2 separate regions of the Sus scrofa genome follow, and region 2 is linked to region 1. Evidence: chromatin contacts called from public HiChIP or PLAC-seq data. All regions are on one chromosome and are shown on one strand. The core of a region is the stretch at or near the end of the contact, and the rest is flanking DNA. Distances in the headings are between cores, read along the strand shown. Region 1 overlaps TBXAS1 (thromboxane A synthase 1). Region 2 overlaps HIPK2 (homeodomain-interacting protein kinase 2).

Region 1 (6,015 bases), core at 1,963-4,462:
TCACTCTGGTGAGGGTCAGCCCTTCCCACCCTGGGCCCTGGGTTGGGCTTGATTGATACTGCAGACCCCCTGCAGGGGTTCCTGTCTGCGGAGCTGGATCTCTGGTCGCAGTGGTGCTCCCCCTCCTGCAGTACTTTGCCGCCTTCTGAAAGGTTTTACCTGCCTTAGCTCACCTGGTTCTTACAACTGCACTGTGAAGACGGGAGGGCTGTTTTTGTTGGCTAGTTTTTAGATTAAAACAACCGACAGGGCGTTCCCATCGTGGTGCAGTGGGAATGAATCTGACTAGGAACCATGAGGTTGCTGGTTCGATCCCTGGCCTCGCTTGGTGGGTTAAGGTTCTGGCATTGCTGTGGCTGTGGTGTAGGCTGGCGGCTACAGCTCGGATTGGACCCCTAGCCTGGGAACTTCCATATGCCGAGAGTGCAGCCCAAAAACAAAAACAAAATAACAAAACACCAGATTCAGAGAGGTTTGTGGCTTGTCTAAGGTCCCTCAGCTAGGATGCCGCAGAGTCAGAAGTAAATGTAGTCTGTACATTCTAAGGCTTTTCCGCCGTGCCCCCCTCCTGCTCACCTTTCCTTCCTCCTTTACTGTCCTTTGTACCTTTTCTGGAAGAATAGTATGCTCGCATAAAAACAGAACACAAGCAGAACATAGCGCTCAGTGAATTTTCACAGGTAAGCACACCTGTGAAATTCGCATCCAGCTCAAGACCAGAAATGGTTGCAGTCCTCCACAGAGCCCCCGGGACCCCTTCTGCTCCCAGCCCCCGAAGAGTAACTGTTGTCCGACTTCTAACACAAGAGGTTATTTTGCCTTTTTATTTTTAAAATTTTTTTAATTTTTAATTTTTTTTTTTTTTTGGTCTTTTTACCTTTTCTGGGGCCGCTCCCACGGCATATGGAGGTTGCCGGGCTAGGGGTCTAATTGGAGCTACAGATGCTGGCTTACACCAGAGCCACAGCAATGTGGGATCCCAGCCGCGTGTGCAACCTATACCACAGCTCACGGCAACACCGGATCCTTAACCCACTGAGCAAGGGCAGGGATCGAACCTGCAACCTCATGGTTCCTAGTCGGATTCGTTAACCTCTGAGCCACAATGGGAACTCCTATTTTGCCTTTTTAAAAACTTTATGTAGGAGTTCCCATCGTGGCACAGTGGAAATGAATCCGACTAGGACCCATGAGGATGCAGGTTCGATCCCTGGCCTCGCTCAGTGGGTTAAGGATCTGGTGTTGCCGTGAGCTGTGGTGTGGGTCGAAGATGAGGCTTGGATCTTGAGTTGCTGTGGCTGTGGTGTAGGCCGGTGGCTGCAGCTCCGATGAGACCCCTAGCCTGGAAACCTCCATATGCCGCAGGTGCCGCCCTAAAAAGACCAAAAAAAAAAAAAAAAAAAAAAAAGATTTAAAAACGTCATGTAAAGGGAACCTCCAGTATGTAGGCTTTTGTATCTGCGTCCCCATGTTCCCTCTTGTGTCTCTGAGACCCATCCGTGCGGTGGTGTGAGGGTAGTGTGCCTGCTCCGACGGTTGTGTGACGCTCCACATCTAGTCGTCCTCCCCGCTGTGGGTGGACATTTGCGTTGTCCCCAAGTGGGGACATTATGAATAAATTGGGATGTTCTTGCTTTTAGTGAACGCGAGTCTCACTTCCCTTGGGTGTATACCTAGGAGTGGAGTTGCTGTGTCCTAAGGGGTGTGTACGGTCGTAGAAACTGTGAATAGTTTTACAAACTGGTTGTACGCACTGCCTAAATTTTAACAGTGAACCTGTTGAAAGGCAGCATGTTGACACCCCCGTCCCCTCTATTTACTCCCACTGTGGGTCCCCGCCCCCCGCAATGTGCCCCTTCCAGTGTGCTGAAGTGTCACCACTATCTCTATTTCAGGAAAGGGTTGAGAGAAAAAAATAATGGATTATTTTGGGAGCTGAGTTATTTATTCCTTGTTTTTTTTGCTTTTGCTTTTTAGGGCCCCACCCATGGCATACGGAGGTTCCCAGGCTAGGGGTCGAATTGGAGCTGCAGCTGCTGGCCTAAACCACAGCCACAGCAACGCCAGATCTGAGCCGTGTCTGCGACCTACACCACAGCTCACAGCCACGCTGGATCCTTAACCCACTGAGAGAGGCCAGGGATAGAACCCGCAACCTCATGGTTCCTAGTTGGATTCATTTCCAACATGCCACAACGAGAACTCCATGATTTATTTATTCCTATGGTGTATATGGGAGAAGAGGGGGTAGGAAAATAAGACACATCTAATGACCTAATTTCAAAAAAAGTCTCAATTATCAGACACAAGCCTGCAAAAGCGTACAACAGCTTCCAACATCAACTAGCTTCAAGTTGTTGAATTAGCCACTGCCTGTAATATACAAGGTCCAGTTCTCTCCATCAGCGTGGATCAGTCACCGTTGATTATATGCGATGTTTAAAGAAATCAGCCCCTGAGTAAATGAGAGCTAAATCACCCGCCCGCTTCCTCTGCACTGGAGGAGGGTGCGTGGCATTCATCTGCAGAGAAATTCTTTTTTTGTTGTTCCCTCTCACCTCAGATAGATGTTGAGTACCTGATACGTGCTTAGCAGAGTGCTGGGGGTAGAGAAGAGAAGGAAAGAGGAGAGAAGATACTGTCCCAGACCATACGACTTATTATTTTCTTGGGAAGCCATCGACTTGTTCAAAGACTTGTTATTTGGCAGTAGGGACCTACTGAAGGTTTTTGGCAAGTATAGGTAATGTGGTGAGAACGGTATTTTGTGATTGTGGGTGTGTGGTCGGAGAGCTGGGGGAAGCAGGGCCAGAAAACAGGAGGCTTTTGCAGTAGCCCTGGCAGAAGTGATGAGCCGTGACGACCATGTCAGCGGCCAGAGAGGAAAAGGGGCTTGAATCCGGGGAGCAGCGTAAGCAGCGATTCTCCCTACCGGCTGCTTGCTGCTGCTGCTGGTCCCCGCCTTGAAATAGCCCATTGGAACGGGTCTGGACTGGGCACAGGAATCAGTATGGTTTTAAAAGCTCCCGAGGTAATTCTCGAGTGCAGCCTGGATCTAGAGGCATCTGTGTAAAGGAAGACTTGCTGGGGAGACGAAGGGGTGAAGGGGTGAAGGGGTCGGGGGATGAAGAGAGCAAAGCGACTCCTAGGTTTCATTCCTCGGTGGCTGAAAGGTGGAAAGGACTTGGCCGGGGCTGCCTCCTGCTGGCGGGGCTGGGCTGGGGCCCCAGCGGGAGATGGTGTCCTGTTCAGCCCCCAGAGGTGCCGGAGGCCTCTGGGATGGAGGCAGGAGAGAAGGGCATGCCCCTGACCTTGGAACAGTAAGGACTGACCAGGGGAAGCTGGCAGAGCGGCTGGAAAGGCCAGGGCGTCAGTCACCCGTGGGAGGGAGGTGCGGCCAAAGCCAGCCTCCCAGGGGTTGAGAGACGGAACTAGAGGCAGGGAGGTAGGACTGACACGCTTCTCTGGGGGCACCTGGAAAGAATCCTGGAGAACAGAGCCAACCAAGGAGAGAAATGAGGGCCCTGTCACCTGAGTGGCAGGCACGTGACGAAAGAAAAGGATATGCTACTCTTGTCGTTCCTGAGGGTAGAATCAGGCTGGACAGTGAGTCCCACGGAGGATTTTGACAACATGCAGAAGCCTGGCTGGAGCTTCCCATCAAAGCGGGCAAGCCCGGGCCCACTGGAGATTTTCAAAAGCTGTTATGGAGCATCTGAAAAGGTCACCGTCAGATATTTATGGATCCCCTCATGCAAAGGAGGAGGGTAACCCCTCGGCGCCTTCCGTGTCTGGGATGGTCGGACACATCCCGAGCACGCCCTGGCCCACCCAGGGACAGCCTGTGACATCAGATCCTGGTCACTCTGCCAGGCCCAGGAAACGCCACGTGACGGTGGAGAGCGGTCAGCTTCCTCTGTTTATCCCCCGGCCCAGCCCCCAGCGTCCCCGTCCCGCATCCTGTGTGCATCTTGGTTGATAATTCAGTCTAAAAGCCAGAGCCTGGGTCACTTACTGTTTGGGGAAATGGTAAACAAAGATAAGAGCTTTAAGCACTGGAATTTATTTTTCATCCACTTGGCCTAAAAGCAACTGCATGTTAAATTTAGAAGGCAGCCTCCAGACCCCTCCGGGCCCTCCCGTTTCCTGCCTCCTCTTCACCGCCCATGCTCAGAACACCGGCTCGCTGACCATGGAATCTGAAATGCTTTTGTAAAGCCCAGGAGTCTTTGGAGGCTGCCTGCCTGGATGTTTATAAAATGTATCATCTGAGCGCCTGGGAGAGAGGGGCTGTGTCCTCGGTAGCACCACCCGGCGAAGCCGCCTTGACTCAGATGTCTCCCGGGGCGAGGTGGCCGGTGCTTCTGCCTCCCCACTGTCGCGGGCTGAGATGCTCCCCAGGGAGGGAACCACGTTTCCAGCAGGCCACCTTCCAGTTTATTTACAAAGGTCTCCCCCTCGCCTGGGAGCCCATAATGGAACAGCTCTCTTTTCTCTGTAGGTTAAACCCCTTTTGCCACAGTCCAAGAACCTGTAGAAATCCTTTTGTTGGCCTGGAATTCTGTTGTATTGAATATTGTTGGAAATAAATGAGCCATTGTCTGGGCTGAGAATTTTCTGGCTAGATAGAGATCTCCACTGTGATGCGATTTATTGTAGCAGGATTTTTTTTTCCCCCAGCTCATTTTAAATTCTCTGCTCAGTCCATTTTCACAGCTCAGGATGTAAGTGGGGAGGGCTAGGCCTGAGCTAAAAAAAAAAGAAGAAGAAAAGAAAAGAAAAGAAATCTCCTTTCCCAAGAACCTTGTCCAGAAGCTTAGGTGGCGTCGGGTATATCCGTCGGCCACTTTAGCGGACAGGAAGGTCCCCCACTGCTCTTGGCACGTCCATGACTAGGAGAAAAGTACAGAGACTCTGGGTGTTACTGGAGTTCCACCTTCGCATGGTTCAGATGAAAAGCCACAGCCCAGAGAGCGAAGGTGGCCGGTCCTCACTGTAGCCCACACTGAAATTCTCAGTTGTCACTCTTAAAAAAGTCCATTAAACCAGCTAAGCGTTAAAATAAACCCAACCCTAGGTAAAAGTAAGTTTTGAAGTTATATATATATATACATAAAGTCTAAAGAGCAATTTACCATTTTTTAAAAAATAACTCTTGACATTTTGAAATTCACGACCGGCAGGCAGAATTGTCAACAGGAAGAGATAGGAACACGTCAGATCCAGCTGGAAGACAGTGGGCAAATTGTGAAGCTGTGCTGACATTCAGTTGGCTCATCTGTAAAATGGGCAGAAACCACACCTACAAGGGTTGCACTGAGGAGTCCCCATTAAGTGCCATCCAGGGGGGTTTCTTAGGAAGCTCTGTAATTCGGCTGTGGGACAGGAGCGACTCTGTGAGTGGTAGTTGCGAGCCTGGGGTCATCCCGGGAGAGATGGATACCATTGTGCCAATAAGAATTAAGAATTCAGTGGGGGCCACCTTGGGGGAATCTGACAGTGCGAAGCTCCCACGCCTGTCATCAGAGGAGGGTGGATAAAGCCTAGAAGATGCAGCAGTGGCGACAGCTGAGTTGCAGCTGATCCTCGGAGGCCCCCGACAGCTCAAGTCTTCCCTCTGCCAAGAAGCGGGCTGTGCCTCCCTGACAGCGTGTCTGGTCCTTACAAGGTCCCACTTTGCACAGAGGTTTCTGGAACTCAGGTAGTTTGCTCACGTCCACAGGGCCAGGCACTGGGAGAGCTGGGGTTTGTCTGGGGCCGCCCCCCACCCTCCATGGTAACCTCCTCACCTCTTCCACCTGATGCAGTTTTAGCCCTTATCCCCCTTTCTGCAGCTGGTGGCTTTTAGCGAATGTGCTTCCTGCCAAGAATGGCCTCTGTGGTGGCAAAGCTATAAAAATGTGCCCGAGACACGTGGCTAATGCGAGGTTCTCGGCTGCTGTGGGCCTGGTACACAGAAGAGCGTCCCTCCCTTTGCCTGGGAGATGGAGGAGTGGGTTTGGATAAATAAGAATG
Region 2 (6,015 bases), core at 1,571-4,070, 340 kb after region 1:
GGCTCATGCTGGCCCTGTCCTTCCCGGGGCAGGTGTTTGAGTGCCCTCTGTGGGCCTGTCGAAGCCAAGTGTTAACCAGTGTCCGTTTTACCCTGACAGCGATAGTGTGCACACACGTACTCTTACCTTCTTAATGAGGTAGAGGGGGAGCCTTGAATTAACACACTCAGGTGTGCCAGAGGCCCGTCCTTCTTCCCGGCCTGACATCCCACTTTCACTCCACTGGGGGTGACATATCACCACCCGGAATAAAGTGGAGGGGCTGCCTCTGCGCTTGGTCCCCAGGAATTGAAATTCCCGATTCCCTCCCAGCGCAGAGAAAAGGGGCGTGGTCTCAGGAAGCAAAGGGTAACAGCAGGTGACAGTGTGACTCCGGCTAGGCCTTCTCGGTACCACGAGGCTTCCTGGGGAAGGTCCAAAGGCAGTTTCGGGAGTTCCCTGGTGGCCTAGCAGTCAAGGATCCGGTGTTGTCACTGCCGGGGCGCGGGTACAATCCCTGGCCCAGAACTTTCACATGCTGCAGGCGCAGCCAAAAAATGAAAGAAATAAATAATAAATAACTACACAGTTTCAGTCCTGAGACTAACAGCAAAGCAGAGGAGGCAGTGAACCAGCTAAAGTCATTCCTGCAGCCCCAGGCCTTCGGGCTGAGCCCCTGCGTGCATGCTGGGACTCTGGTCCAGCAGAGCCTATCAGGGGCATGGGGTCCGCACCAGGGCACACACACCCCTGGACAGGCCACCTGTCACCACCACGTGCGAGGAGTGGACTGTGTGTGGGCGGGGCTTCACCCGACGTGTAGGGACACTGGGCCTTGCTCTCTGACAGGTCACGGAGCTATATGTTTTTGCTTTATGCACTTCTGTGTGTGTATGTGTGTTGTTAACCTTCATAATCAATTTTTTTTCAACTTTATAAAAGAACCTGGAGAAGTGCAGGTGTTAAAAGAATCTCTAGATACAGATACACACAAAAACCTGAGAGTCTGTTTCCCTCGCTGACAGGTGCTTCCCCAAACATTTACTGAGTATGTCCTTTGGCAAAAAGTACACACGTAAAAAACCTGATAGTACTATAGTCCCATGGGGTGTTGGAAAGCAAGACCAGACTTTGTCCAGCCACCCTTGGCTGGTAAAACCCCAATAACCAGACTGGAAGGTACAGGGCCACCCAGCTTGGGACAGGCCAAGTGACCCAGTGTGGCAGTGCGTGTCAAGAAGATAAGAAATTACAGGGCAGTGTGCATATCTTTGAAATGACCCACAATGGGTCATTTCAAGTTCCTTCTTCCTGGCAACATTTCTTATTGATATTTACAAGGAACCAGACATCTGGGAACTGGTTTCCTGTTTACGCCAACGTTATTAGAAGCCTTTGGAAATTATAGTCATTGGAGTTCTAGATCCAGCCGTTTCCTCTGGTGTATAAGCCAGAAGGTAAGATTTTGGTGCTGTGCTTTGCAGAGCTGAAGCAGGGTCAACACAGGGGTTGGGGAAAGGGATGGAGAGATACTTACAATTTAGTGCACGCCAGGAAAGTCTTATTCAGAGCCAAGGTGTTCACTGCCAATACAAATCCAACAAACGTCCGCTCTGATTCTAACATTATGCTGCAGATGGTCGGCTGAATCAAGGAAGCTCGCTTCCTTTGGAAAACAGCCCAAGGGGGGCATCAGAATGACATCAACCTCGTGACCAAATTCTGATGGTGTGTGATGAGCTTTCCATGTGGATGTGATGCTTCGTTCTGAAGTCTTGAGCGTTTCTATTGGTAGAGCTGGAGATACTCAGTTACAGCAGAATCACCGGGGAGGGTCGTGCATCCCCATCAGCACACAGCTTCATGGACATCAGTAGGGGCCCTCAGGTGTCGAACTTCTGAAGCTGCGTCTCTTTGTCTTTGTCCTCATCTCCCAGCACCTAAGACAGAGCTGTTCCTTGCATTTCTCATATTCACCAAGGAAGCTGTGTCTTTTTCAAAACCCAATCCTAGGTTGACTTTGATTAGCCAGACCTTGATTGCTCTGTGGTCTCCACTAGGACCCTTCTGAGTCCCCCAGACATGGTGTGAACCCATCTTCTTAGGGATGCTGCCGGTGAAGCCCTCCACCACTCACCCCTCCACCACTCCACCCTCAGGCTGCCTTCTGTGCAGATCCTTTGGGCTTTAAGGTCCAGCTTCTCTCGAGAAGCCTCCCCCTGGCCCTCAGATTTCCGCCCTTTTTAGGGCTCTGTGTTGCTTTGATGTCATCCTTTGCCTCCCGTTCCCGGTCACCAGCGCAGGTAGTGGCTCCGAGCACATGTCAGCATTTCCAAGACTCCTTATTTTTGCGGTGGAAACTTGAGATTTAACAACCTATCTGAAATACAATTTTACATTTTGATCGCTTCTGCCCCAGCCATACCGAGTTACTTTCAATCTACATATATTTGCGGGAACGGGCTTTTTCACTGCAGTCCAATTCGAGTACACCTTATAATATCAGTGATTATTAAATACCATGGACTAACAGAGTGTCTTGCTTCCAAGGAGTTCAAACTGCTTTATAGTTCTGCTGACCATCATTTATCTTCATAAGCTGCTGTAGAGACAAGGCGGGGGAGGGGGCGGCGGGGGGGAAACAAGATTCATAATCAGATTTTATAGATGGTGAAATAAAAACTCGGAGAAATTGAGTAACATCTTTCCAGAAATGCACGGTTCTTCCTGTGTTCTCTGATTAATGTTGCAGATTTATTGCCCAAGTTGGGAGTGGCTGTGAACCTTGCACTTGTTTTATTAGCGTGCTGTGCGCATGATGGCGACATGGACTTGGCCGGGGAGGCTGGGCGAGGAAGAGCTTGTACCACGAAAGGGAACGCAGGGTTAGGGCAGTGCACCCCGCTAGGAGGAAGTGGGGGGTTGCAGGTGGGTGGCTTTCCTTCTAAAATGAAATGAGAGGTACTTAGTTGTTGATGAAATTAATCTTTGTACTTTTTCATATAAGTAAGTGAACCAAAAATGTTTAATGTGTATGCTTTCATAGATTTAAACAGAGTTCTGCTCATGTTTCAGCTTAGGAGGAAGAAAACAGGCCTTAAAAGGGATGCCTTGAAGTTCCCGTTGTGGCTCAGGGTAACGAACCTGACTAGTATCCATGAGGATGCAGGTTCGAGCCCTGGTCTTGCTCAGTGGGTTAAGGATCCAGCATTGCTGTGAGCTGTGGTATAGGTGGCAGGCGTGGCTCAGATCCCTAGTTGCTGTGGCTGTGGTGTAGGCCAGCAGCTGCAGCTCCAATTCGACCCCTAGCCTGGGAACGTCCATATGCCACAGGTGCAGCCCTAAAAAGAAAACAAACAAACAAAAAAGATGCCCTTTATTTACTTGCTGTCACATGGCCTTAGCTATGTTATAGATAAGTGGCTTCATCTCTGCTGATTGCCAGGCCCCCTGCTTCCTGTGACGCTCTGTCTCATCGCATCCTCCCGCCAGCACCAGGAAGTCGGTGTACAGCCACAGCTGGATTCTGCCTGTGAACACGGGGCTCCTGAGTGTTTCCACTTACCTTGGTGGGGGAGTTGTCCACGCTTCTGTTGGGGGTCATTCCCACAGAGGGTCACAGGGTCTGGACGTGGTCTGCGAGTGCCCTGTCAGCCATGTGCACAGCCGGAGGGAGAGCCCGTGCAGGGAAACAGCGAAGCTTCATCCCTGGTGTGTTGAAGATGAGGGCAGTTTATTCTCTTTCTAGAGGAAAATAGAGCTTTCGTGTCTTGCTGTGGGAATGTTGGGCAGGAACAGTCTCTCTCTTTCTTAGGTGCAAATTTTGTCTGACACTTCATATATGTTTAAAGTATTCGATGTCCCAAAATAGCGCTGAGGAGCCTCTGTAAGATGATTCCGTGGGGTGGCGAGTGACGCATGAGTCACCGACGGGACCTGGGCCATTCTGAGCCCGGGAGGAAAGACCATTTCCCAAGCCAGCCGTCCTGCCTATTGTGGAGCAGAACTGAGAATAGAAACGGCTCCTGTACAAGAAACCGGAATGTGATTTTTTTTTTTTTTTAAGCACATAAACTTTGAAACAGAAAGGCCAAGTCGTCTGCCTCTTGTCATAAGAGGTGTTGCCAGCGAGATGGTGCCGGCATCGGGGAAAACTGGCACCTGCTGAGGGTGTGGGGTTGAAACAGAGAGATGCTTTCCTTCTGCAGATGGATGGTGAGCACCTACCGTGCCCCTGGCGCTGGAGATACAGCAGTGGCGGGGAGGATAAGAGGGAGCGACAGGGGAGGACACGCACTCTCCCAGGCCTGTGCCTGGAGGCCACCCCACCTGTCCACTTCCCAAGACTCAGCTCAGACTTCTCCTGGGGAGCCCTGCCTCCTCCTTTTCCTCCCCTCCCCGCAGTGCTGGGTGCCTGCAGCGTGTTGGCTGTAGGCTTGCTTGTCGCCTCTGACTAGACCGTGCACTCCTGGAGGGGCCGTAGGGTCTGGTTTATTTTTCCGTCTTCGGCACCAAGCACGGTTCCTGGCGCGCAGTAGGCGCTTCAATGGCAGTCGAATTGTTCCACTGAATTCTGGCTTAGAATAAACATTGGTAAGAATGGTTTCTTCTTCACTAAAGAGTAAATGTGCCTTAGCAACTAGGAAATGTGCTTCAGGTGTGCTGAACAAACAGACAAAAAAAACAAACAGATTTTAGACTTGACTTTGGACTTCCGGGAGCTCAGACAGAGCCTTATGGGCCAGCGGAACCGGGCTCACTGAGGGAGGGGCCAGATAGAGTCGTGCCTTCCTCACCTGAGGGCTTGTGGCCTGGGTGTTGAGCAGATTTTTATGCAGTCCGCTGTGTGCCAGAATGAGGATCAGAACACACGAGACACAGCCCCTGCCCTTCAGAAGGTTTAGTAGAGGGCAGATTCCCAAACGTGTGTACAGCAGTAGCTGGTCAGTTCATATTTATTGGTCCGGTTCAGCGATGTGTGTCTATCTCCATTGCCCGGTCTGCCAGCACAGAGAAGGTGGCCGGGGTGTTATTTGAGTCGGCCGGGGGCGGGGAGCAAGCTGTATCGGAAACGTGATCAGCGTGTCATGCGTGCAGAGAAAAGGACACATCCTTTGAAACGAGGGAGAGTTTCAGGGTAGATTGGAAAAGACGGAGACCAAAGGCAGGAGACCAGTAGGGGGTTACAGCAGAGGCCTGGATGGAAGAGGGCTCCATCAGGCTAGTAGCCCTGGGAGCTGAGTGGCTAATGGCTTCAAGAGAGTTAAGAGGTGATGACCCTGTGTTATCCTTCAGCCTCTTCAGCCCCCTGCTGCCTTTGGTGGCTTTTTTGCTGTTCTTTTGTGAACCACCCATAGGCAGATACCTCCCACCCTCGGTCCCTGCCGTGGGCGGGGCTGCTCTCGGGTGGGCGGGGCTGTAGGCCAGGCCCACCTCCAGGCCTCCACCCTTGCAGGGGCCTGACCCCCTCCCCCAGGCTTCCATTCCTTCGTGAGGATTTGCCCCGTCCACTCTCCTTTGTTTGCGCTGCCTTAGGACTTTCCACCTGCATCACATATTTTAGCACTTTTTTACATTTAATAAAGGTTTATTCCATCAGCAAATCCTCATGGATTGAGTGGCTGGCTGCTAAATGCCAGCCGCGGTGCTGCGTTCCTGGACTTAGCAGGGGAGCCAGACAGTGAGCAGGTTATTGGGAAGGTGCTGTAAAGTGACATTTCCGGCCCTGTGGATGGAGACGCACTGGTATCAGGGGATGCCTGTCTGTGGCGGTGACAAGGAAGCTGAGGTTTGAGGGGCGGGAAGGGGGCGGCCACCTGAGAGCGAGCGGAGGGAGCTTTGGAGGCAGAAGCAGCAGCACCTCATGAAAGCTCTGGGTCCAGACGTCACTTAGGCCTTAGCGCCTGAGAGGAAGCTGGCTGGGCTGCCTCTTACTGAACCGGGAGAGTGGAGTGGAATGACAGCGCCCCGCTGGGCAGGGCCTGGCCACGGAGGTCCCCGTGGGCCAGGAGGGGATTCAGTGTGTCGGGGAGCCCC

Evidence for each region. HiChIP or PLAC-seq counts read pairs in DNA pulled down with a chosen protein or histone mark.
Region 2: a contact with region 1 is called in an H3K27ac HiChIP or PLAC-seq map of skeletal muscle, with 4 times the contacts expected there. The contact joins two enhancer-like sites. A contact is called at or near these places in 4 of 47 Hi-C or Micro-C datasets (embryonic fibroblasts, heart right ventricle and liver) and 1 of 2 datasets of contacts at active chromatin or transcription factors (skeletal muscle).

Annotation. Positions count from the first base shown.
Region 1 is chr18:9,734,914-9,740,928 of Sscrofa11.1, forward strand. The region is part of intron 9 of TBXAS1 (thromboxane A synthase 1); the gene reads right to left. The region is part of intron 2 of LOC106508202 (a long non-coding RNA gene); the gene reads left to right. Among named protein-coding and RNA genes, the nearest start is that of PARP12, 64 kb to the left of the region's middle. Within about 2 kb of position 3,213, at least 31 of the 83 cell types and tissues checked have an H3K27ac peak or open chromatin away from gene starts, as enhancers often do. A contact at or near this core is called in liver and skeletal muscle, where this site is marked.
Region 2 is chr18:10,071,826-10,077,840 of Sscrofa11.1, forward strand. The region is part of intron 2 of HIPK2 (homeodomain-interacting protein kinase 2); the gene reads left to right. Among named protein-coding and RNA genes, the nearest start is that of CLEC2L, 100 kb to the right of the region's middle. Within about 2 kb of position 2,821, at least 18 of the 83 cell types and tissues checked have an H3K27ac peak or open chromatin away from gene starts, as enhancers often do. A contact at or near this core is called in liver and skeletal muscle, where this site is marked.